3 separate regions of the Mus musculus genome follow, and regions 1 and 2 are each linked to region 3. Evidence: chromatin contacts called from public Micro-C and promoter capture Hi-C data. All regions are on one chromosome and are shown on one strand. Each heading gives the region's core, a stretch centred on a gene start, on an enhancer-like site or on the middle of the called end of the contact. The rest is flanking DNA. Distances are from core to core; before and after follow the strand shown.

Evidence for each region. Promoter capture Hi-C pulls out the DNA fragments that hold promoters and counts their contacts. A called contact is a pair of places that touch in the nucleus more often than the background predicts.
Region 1: a contact with region 3 is called in a promoter capture Hi-C map of second pharyngeal arch cranial neural crest, with 3 times the contacts expected there. The contact joins the promoter of Ctla4 here to the promoter of Ica1l in region 3. A contact is called at or near these places in 4 of 39 promoter capture datasets (hippocampal neurons, maxillary cranial neural crest, pre-B cells and 1 more), 2 of 115 datasets of contacts at active chromatin or transcription factors (large pre-B cells and memory CD8 T cells) and 1 of 9 other capture datasets (macrophages).
Region 2: a Micro-C map of embryonic stem cells shows a contact between it and region 3, with 4 times the contacts expected there. The contact joins the promoter of Raph1 here to the promoter of Ica1l in region 3. A contact is called at or near these places in 2 of 39 promoter capture datasets (cranial neural crest and maxillary cranial neural crest) and 1 of 484 Hi-C or Micro-C datasets (embryonic stem cells).

Annotation. Positions count from the first base shown.
Region 1 is chr1:60,907,116-60,910,381 of GRCm38.p6, forward strand. It overlaps Ctla4 (cytotoxic T-lymphocyte-associated protein 4), which reads left to right and starts at 1,910. Exons shown (of 4, transcript NM_009843.4): 1 at 1,910-2,164. The coding sequence starts at 2,056.
Region 2 is chr1:60,565,035-60,568,133 of GRCm38.p6, forward strand. Raph1 (Ras association (RalGDS/AF-6) and pleckstrin homology domains 1) reads right to left here and starts at 1,731. Exons shown (of 14, transcript NM_001045513.3): 1 at 1,531-1,731.
Region 3 is chr1:60,041,816-60,045,056 of GRCm38.p6, forward strand. Ica1l (islet cell autoantigen 1-like) reads right to left here and starts at 1,307. Exons shown (of 11, transcript NM_027407.4): 1 at 982-1,307.

The DNA of each region.
Region 1 (3,266 bases), core at 660-3,159, 870 kb after region 3:
TATCCCTCCTCCAAGAAGACTGCCCTGATGTCCATACTTGAACCAATGGTTCCTGCTCCTCTCTAACTGCGTAATACTTCAACACTATCATCTATCTCATTCCCATTCTGCCATGATTATGATGTAAGTATAACTGCCTGCCATTGCCACTGCCATGGCTCTCCAACAGGACAGGAATACACACACACACACACACACACACACACACACACACACACACACACTTAAAGTCTTTAGTGCCAGTCTGGTTCCTGGCTCCTTATTAATGCCATTAGGTTGTTATTGCTTCTTGCCACACGAATTGGGGATTGGAGGCTTCTCTACAGTGCTAGGGGAATCTAGAAAAGAGACACTTCACAAGCAGCTTCTTAGGGTGTTGACACCTCAGCTAAATGCTAGGGGATGTGGAGAGGAGGCAACAAAATAGAAGGAGCAAATACAGCGTAGGAAGCTTGTGTCATTGTCATAGGACCCGAAGGAAGCATGGTGGGAAATGGCATGCAGAATGAAAGGCCTGTGTGAGCACATGCTAGTGGGCAGGCTCTAAAGGAAGCATACAGTCCCGACTCTACAGAGCCTCTTCTGATGGGGTGCAGAGATGGCAGGAAACCACAGAAACAAGGGAGCATCTACTTGCCACTGCCTTCCAAGAGCTCTTATTAAAGGCATCCTCTGCCATGCCAGGCAACCAACTAGGTTTTTTTATCCTGCCATCATCCCATCCCAAGTGCCCACAATTCATAGCATGTTATAGATCTGCAGTGAACACCCCTCTCATCCTTGAACTATATGAGAGCTTCCCAGACTTAAGAGAAGTCTTCAATGTATAGTCTTCTAAAAATGCACTACAAATATGTGTGTATTAATTATCCTAACTATCTAATATGCATTAATATAGAGAATACTTAAATATTTTAAATACTGAACATTCTAAATAATTTTAATATTATAAAAATACCATAGTATTTATGATTGAATGTTTGCCCTTCTTTACAGCTTAGGTTAAGAATTCTGGTAATATATATCCTTAGTTTTGGTGGTGCTGGGAATTGAACCTCAGGTCTACTGCATACTAGGCAAGTATTCTACCACTGAGCTACATCTATACCTCTGAGCTGTGTCTTCATTGCTGAGGTATATGAACTACGTCTCTATCACTGAGCTGTGCCTCCAAGTTTTAAGTTTCTACCTTTGAAAATTTTTACTATTTTTTTTAAAAGCCCATCCTCCTGTGGAGGTTTTAAATGTCTTTTCATTTGGATTGACTTTCTCTGGGCCATCCACAACTTTATTTTGCCGTTGTTACAGTTTTAAAAGCATCTGGTTTATTTCCCAACGGACAAAACCAGAGGCCCCTTTCCCTGTTTTGTGTGTGTGTGTTTGTGTGTGCATATGTGTGCATGCATGTGCATGTACAAATGTGTGTGTGTCTTTCATTTCTTGTGATTTTGGCATTTTTCTCTCAGTAAAATACTAAGTGGAGTTAGGCAAAAATAAACCCTTTTGTGTACTGAGGGGCTCATAGAAGGACACAATTTTTCTTGGTGCCTTCCAAAGAGAAATTCAGACATCAGCTCCAGGACTAAGAGGGATGGCCATGGGACGCTAAGTAAGAGTACTGGGGGATTAAAGATGACCAGATGACTGGATAAAGTTGGGACTGGGATTTAGGGATTCCTTGTACTACAGAAATTATACTCTCCAAGACTCCACGTCTCCAGGTCCTCAGAGGTGACTCGAAGCTTCAGTTTCAAGTTGAGTACATTTTCCATCCATGGATTTGCTTGTTTTGTTCAGTTTTAGTTTGAATATTTGAGGTCGTCTTTACGACGTAACAGCTAAACCCACGGCTTCCTTTCTCGTAAAACCAAAACAAAAAGGCTCTCTGTTCAGGTGTCCTGTGTGTGCACTACACATATGTAGCACGTACCTTGGATCAAAGCTGTCTATATAAAGTCCCCGAGTCTGTGTGGGTTCAAACACATCTCAAGGCTTCTGGATCCTGTTGGGTTTTACTCTGCTCCCTGAGGACCTCAGCACATTTGCCCCCCAGCCATGGCTTGTCTTGGACTCCGGAGGTACAAAGCTCAACTGCAGCTGCCTTCTAGGACTTGGCCTTTTGTAGCCCTGCTCACTCTTCTTTTCATCCCAGTCTTCTCTGAAGGTGAGTGGAGACTTCTGGAACATGGAGGTGGAGGAGGTGTTTTTCCTACATGGGTTTCGTTTTTTTTTTTTCTTTCAGAAGCTGAGGACAGTGATTTATAGAAATGCCAGAAGTTAAAGCCAAACCCTCTACTTTTTGGTTTAACAGCTTCCTACAGACAAGTTCCAAGAAGAATATAGGAGGTCTAGCAGTAGCGAAGGAGCTGAGACTAGCCACAGCAGCTTGCTGGGATCTCAGCTGGGACTTAAGGAACCATGAGAGTTCCTTAAGTCCCATATGGGGGAGAACAAGTTCTTTGTCACTGCTAGAAAATCCTGTAAAGTTAAGAGATTTAAGGGGGGCATTTGAAATCGTGAGTACATTTGATCTTGATATCACAGTAACATTAAGGTTTTTCTCCTTACCCCCAATCCCACCCCCAAAACTTACCTAAATTCAAATAAATAAGAAGTTTTCCTCATTCACTTTAAGATTTTGAGACACTCTTAGTTCTTTAAATTATCACACCTAAGGCTTAGGGGACATAGCAGAAGAGGGGGCAGAAAGACTATGAGAGCCAAAGGTACATAGAGTTTACTGAGAGATTGTGTCTCTTAGGATGTCAAATGGTACACCCATAAAGTCTCACCAACACGACTGCCTAAACTTGAGCTGAATAAGGACATGAATAACAATAGACATACCCAAGTGGATGGGGAAAGACCAAGATGCTTCAGCACTATAGCAATAACTACAGGAAGCCAAGGAATATGGAGAGTAGGAAATTGCCAAGGGAAAAGCACACCAGCTGACTATCCAATAACATATGGTCAGCCTTCAAAACAAAAAGCAAATAACATATAGAATGGGCAGGTTTCATTAAGAATGACTATAACTATAGTCTGTGCATATCACAACAAATAATGAAAAGGGGGGCCATGAATTTGAAAGAAAAGCAAGGAGGGGTACATGAGAAGGTTTGGAGGAGAGAAAGGAGAAATAATGTAATTATATTAATCTCAAAGAATAGAAGAAGTAGTAAGTAAAGGGAAAATAAATTAGTTAATTATTTTAAAGATGGAATAGTTTTAAGTCGAAGGAAGAAAGAAAGGCAAAGTGATAG
Region 2 (3,099 bases), core at 481-2,980, 520 kb after region 3:
GCACATGTATGAAAAGATCATGATGAGACCCAGTATTATGTATAATTAATACATAACAATAAAACGTTGTTTTAAAAATGAAGTATTATTCAACCTTTTAAAAGGCTCCACTTTATACTGGCAGCTTACAGATCCCCCCCCCCCCCCCCCACTGACCTCTCAATGTAGAATCAACCTTTTCTTTGCTGTCTTATGCTACACATGCCTCAACAACTCACTGTTGCCAACATTCACTTCTGACCCTCCCTCTCAGGAGACACTCCGCCCTCAGCAGGAGGAAAAGGAATTTAACACGTACTGAGCATCTCAGAGACAAGCAAGGGGCTACCAATTTTGCATACATTTTCTTATTCAATCTTCTTGACAACAGGCTAGAAAGGAAAACAGGTGGAGTACTGCTGCTTACCGGCAGGGAACTACTGCATAGTTATCGGCTTGCTTGTCCACTATCACGTTGCTAGCCTATTCTAGCGCATGGAATGTGACTTTACTCTGTTCTAACGCACTGTTTCCACCACTCAAGTGTTGTAGAAGTGTCTCCCACTATACCTGAGGAGGTTTCTGTGACTGTGTGCTCACTTCAATATTCTTACGAACACAATACCACCGTTTAATAATCGAATGATGCCTCAGCCCTAGCCCGCTACCTTTACAGTTCCTTTAGGGAGGACTTTACCTACTTGGGCGGCTCTCCACTTCTCCATGAGAAATGCTGCAGGCAGCGTCCACCCAAACTGTTCTTCCCATAAAATGTATGAAATGCAACACACAGGAAACATGCAACTCATACCATTTCCCAAAGCTCCTATTTCACTCTGATACATAAGGATCAAGTAGTTTCCAGTTCACACAGGGGGGCCAGCCTAAGACAACCCCTGAATAGGAAAAGGGTATCTTTCAGGTGTCTTAAAACGAAGGCAACCTAACCAACACTATTAGGCAGCCTTCCCTCTTTCTGCCGTCCTCCACTGAATTGCAGTTTGGATTTCCGGCGGGAATGTACGCGGAAAGATGAGATGGAGCTAAAAAGCACTAGAGCAATTACTTTGCCGGCTTAATTAGAAGACACAGAAGGCGCCCCGCCTTTCTAAATCTCTGCAGTGAACTCATCTATGAAAGCAGGCAGGGCATGGAAGCTAGAACAATCCCGCACCCAGCCATCGGTTTCTGCGGCTACCGGGAGCCAGTCCCTTTCCACCCGCGGTCCCCGGCCACCGGCGCCCTAGTGCGGAGTATCAGCCCTGCCGCACCTCCCCAGGCGGCCCCAGGTCTCATTGTCTGCACGGTGCAGCCCCGAGGGGCGCGGGGTGCAACCCAGGCCCCGCCGACCCCCTACCCACCGCAGGCCGCCTGGCGGGGCTCAGCCCAACGCTGAGAGCCTGACCGGCAAGGACCGCGCCCCGGGCTGCAGCCGTCCGCACTCGCTCGGAGGGCCACGCCGGGCGCCGGGCAAATGGAGACGGCAGCGCCTCCCGGGCACCCAGACCTCTCCTTTCCCGGACCTCGAGGGCCAGGTGGCGGAGCACTCACCGTGGCAGCCCCTCGGCCCTCCCGGAGCCCTGCGCTAGGCAGCAGCTGCTCGCGCCTCCAGTCGCCGCCGCCGCCGCCTCTCCAGGGGCGACGCTCCTCTCCCGAACGCTGAGAGCGCCCGCAGCTCCCGCGGCGCGCGCTCGGCGACTGACTGACCGACCCACAGAGCGGGCGTCGGCGGGGACTGGGCGGGGCGGCCGCAGAGCCCCGCGGCGCGGATCACAGAGCCCGCGCGTCCTGCCCCGGCACACTGGGCGGGGCTGAGGGCCGCGCGGCCCAAGGGCGGACCGACTTGCGCCTGACCGCGCGCTCCCCGCCGCGGCCACCGCTCACTTCCGGCGCAGGCGGCCGCGCGCCTCTCCTGCTCCCCGGCACGCGCGCACGCGCGCGCCCCTCCCGGCCTGGACAGCCGCACCCCCCACCCCCACCCAACCGGCCGCCCCTCAGGCGCCGGGCCGCACCCAGCCGCGGCCGTCCTCCGCGCCCTGCCTTTCCAGCGCGCGTCCGTGTGAGTCGCCTCCAGGAACCAATGAATCAGAGAATGAATGAGCGGAGAGGAAAATCCCGCCGCGGTCCCGCCCGCCGTGGCCCTTCCCGTGAAGCCTGCCCAATCACTCGGGTCCCAGGGTCTTGGGAGACTGAGGGCGGACGAGCAGACCTGTCCGGGCTGGGAGCCTTTGCCTGCCGCATGTGTCGTCTCCAGAACCAACCCTGGGCTTCCTCAGGCACTCGCCTACTATTGTTGAAATCTGGGAGCACTGCCCTAGGAAATCCCATTTTAGCTTAAACTCTGCAGTTTCGTGCAGTGTAAGGAAAGCTTTCAGGGATCAGACATTATTCCATTCATCTTTACCTTTTTCACGTCAGAGCCTGTTCATCTGTGTCCCTGGTTTCTGTTCTCCCTTATTGAATTTGTTCTCAGCAAGGGTGTTGGCGAACTTTCCTGAGCCCTGAGCTGTATTCCCTGAGTACTACACTTAAAATACTGGGTTTGATTCCAAGCTCCAAATTACTCAAATGCTGCTTATCTTAATGCAGTTTTGACTTAGGCAGACTTAGATTTCTTTCGATTTACGTCCTTATTATGACCTTCATGTAAAGTTGATCAAAGGAAAGGAAAAGTAGTATTAAATTACCTTTGCTTGGCTATGTACTTTGTTAGCATTGAAGAAATTGAGCTATGGTCTGGAATTGGCTGCATTGAACGTCCAGCATTCTTTTTTTTCTATGTCTTCTTGTCTGTTCTTTAACTGTTTCTGTATCTTGAATTTTCACCAAAAAAATAAAAGGAAAAAAAAAAAACCCATAAATAACCTATTTCCGAAATTCTGGCGATCTTTCTAAGAATGAGTATTCACTCCTCTAGTGTAGGATCAAATCCCAGTTTGACTAATTGCATTCTACTTCCTGATATTCTTGAAGAGTTCCAAGTAGTTTCAGTCTTTTAGTAGTCTTTTCCAAACTGCTGCACAATCTGTTTCAAACTGGTATTTAGAACTGTCCAATACAATTATTGTCTGTTTCACACTTGAGATACTTGTACTTAGGAAATAAGTGCATTTTTTGTAT
Region 3 (3,241 bases), core at 57-2,556:
TCCAGCGGTCCTGAGTTCAATTCCCAGCAACCACATGGTGGCTACAACCATCTGTAATGGGCATCCGATGCCAACTTCTGATGTGTCTGACGACAGTGACAGTATACCTACATACATGAAATAAATAGATAAATCTTTTTTTAAAGCTTATAATGATTTCTCTAGCAGTTAGGATTGCTGGTAATTAGACAGTGCTTTGCTATTTTTAATACCTACATGTACAACCCATTTCACATTATTAAAATAAGTACAGAAAGTTCAAAGAAAACTGGTAATGTTATGAACTGATAATATAAGATGATTTTTTAACTTTGGTCATATAAAATATATATATATCCACCATTAGGAGATGTTTTCTTGGCCAGTAAATGTATAACTGAAAGATATAATTAATTTCCATTAAAGAATGAGGTACCTGTAGCTGCTAAATATTGATGTATTTACAATATTACTTTACAAAACTTCGCTTAAGCCAGAATCAAATAATCCAATACTTAAATACTTAGAGCCCAAACCGCAGGGAAACATCATCTCCCCACAAACTATTTCAGCGACCCAGAGTTGCTAGCAGGTTGTGTGTTTTGTGCATGAAGATCATACATTATATGGCATCCCCGATTCACACACACTACTGGCAAGCCCACAGCTCACGGGTAGGACGCCAAGCAGGATTGTTTTTCCCGTCTCCATTTTTCTTAGAGCATCAGGTATCGGCTGCCTGCATCATCACCCAGGTGAGGTCAGTGGTCAGAGACACCTGGCCTGCTTTTCCCCAGCCGAATCCGTGCGGTGATGCTGGGGTCCCCACCTGGGAGAGGAGGCTTTGTGCACCGACACCCCCCGCGAGGTGATGCATTCCGACATCACCACGACCCGCAGCTTTGCTTAGGTTCTGTTCTCACCACGTCCATCTCGCAATTGGTCTGTTCTGAAGACATCCCACAACAGGACAATAATAGTAATAAATTAAGCGCGACGTACATAGGCAGCCAGCAGGAAAGCACGCAGGGCTGTGAGCATCTGCCCCGTATCGGGAGCGCCCAGGCCGGCCTCAGGCCGCGGCTTCCTTCCCCTGGAGGGAGCGCAGGAGACGCCCCCGCCGCGGACGGGTCGGGTCCGCCGAGGCCGCCGCCTGAGGCCGGCCCACGGAGAGCGCGCGGCCCGCGCCCCCGCCCGCCGTCGTCATGGGAACCAGGTTTGGCCACCGCCGCCCGCCGCCCTGAGGGAGCGGAGGGCCAGACCCCGGACCCTCACCGCGCCGCCGGAGCCGCGCCGCTCCTCGCCGCTCGGGCCGCGCTGAGCTCTTCCGCGCACCGGCCCAGCCGCCGCCCGCGAGCCCGCGAGCCCGCGCCCGCCGCGCCGGTGCGCCGAGGTGGGGGGCTCGGCGGCGGGAGATTTAAACCCGCGGCCCTGCGCGCGGCGGCTCCGCTCGGCTCCGCTCTGCGCGCCCCGGCGCCTCTCTCCGCCCGCGGAGGCCGCGCGCCCTGGGTGTCGCTTGCTCGTGAGAAGTGACGGGCGCCAGGCCCTGAGTCCCGGACCCTCACTGAGCCGAGGCAGCCGAGGTGGGTGCGTGGAAGACCGGCTTGGCCTTGTCTCCCGGCTCCTGCCTTCCCCTCGCTGCCTCTGCGCCTCAGTTGCCACTTAGTACTCGGGCTCGGCGCGAGGCAAGTGTTCACGCGAGGCGTCACACCCTCATCTTTAAAGGTTTAAAGAGGGACAACTGTTAATAACTGACTTCAAGAGCAAAAGTGGTGTCCGAGCCAAAAAACCCCAAGGGGGGGGGGGTGGGAATGGAAATAAGGCTAATGGAAAATTATTACTGGTAAGGAATAATAAACTCAAAGTGCTTTCCTTTTCAAGTTTTAACGTCCAAGTTCAACTTTCCTAAAGGTTTACAACATACGAATTAATTGTATATATGACATATATAGGCTGATAACGACCCCCCCCTTTAACTCTTAGGATAACCATCTGAGGGGTCATGGAGAACTACACGAAGTAAGGGGTCCAAACAGAATATTAATTACAAAGTAGTATGTAAAGTTTTTAAGTTTTAGACTAGAAAAAGAGCTACTTCTTCTATAAAGGGCTGATTTGAACTATAACTTTTAAGATAAATTTAAATTCTTACAACAGCTATTTTGGATTTCAAATAATGGGCAAATACTTGAAATTGTATGCAATATTGGGACATTTTCCCCTCTAGGAAAGTGTCAAATAGCTCCTCTTGCTCCTCAAAGTCCAAATCCTTGGAGGAATATGAATTAGCAGGAAGCAGATATGATTGGTCAACTATAGTTCTCCGGATCTTCCTTGTGTCACACTGAGATGGGTCAGTGGGGCCGCAGCTCTTTCTAAGGCTCCAGAGAGGAGCCCAGGCAAGGAGCGAGTGGTAGTCACAGCTATTGAATGAGTCCAGCTGTCAGCGAAGCAACAGGTGAGCAAAATGAAAAAGACTAAAGATGGGCAAAAACTTTGTGTGGAGGACCACAGTACAACCATGGCAAGAGTGAACTGCAGTCTGGACTGCTGACCTTGAATTAAAGGCCTCTGTAATCGAAGCTGGAAAGCTCCTGACAGGTAGCCGCAGCAGCTCCTGCAGGAGTATCTCTACCTCCCAATAGCCAGAAACCTGACAGAAACTTCTGGGTGCCCCATAACCACTTCAGAACCTACTGCCCTTCCTGACAGGGCTAGAAAGCAACCCACTGACCTGGCTGAGAATGTGTTAGATGGATCACTGCTAGTCCCCTTCAGCTCCAGGTTTTTTTATTTATTTAATTTTTAAAAAGGATTTATTAAAATAAATAAGTACAGTGTAGCTCTCCTCAGAAACACCAGAAGAGGACATCAGATCTCATTACAGATGGCTGTCACCCAGCATGTGGTTGCTGGGATTTGAACTCAGGACCTCTGGAAGAGCTGTTAGTGCTCTAAACCTCTGAGCCATCTCTCCAACAGCCCCAGGTCCAGGTTTTAACAGCTCTTCCCTGGTTGATCCAATTTTTAAAATTTGACTTTTTATTGTTGTTCTTTGTTTGTTTTCCTGAGACAAGTTCTCACTCTCTAGCTCTGGTTATGCTGGGACTCACTATGCAGGCCAGATTTGATCTTAGATCTCCGTTTGCAAGAATTTTATTGAGGTTTCTTTGTTGTTGTTGTTGTTGTTGGTTATTTTTGTTTTGTTTTGTTTTTTGTTTTTCAAGACAGGGTTTCTCTGTGTATCCCTGGCTGTCCTGGA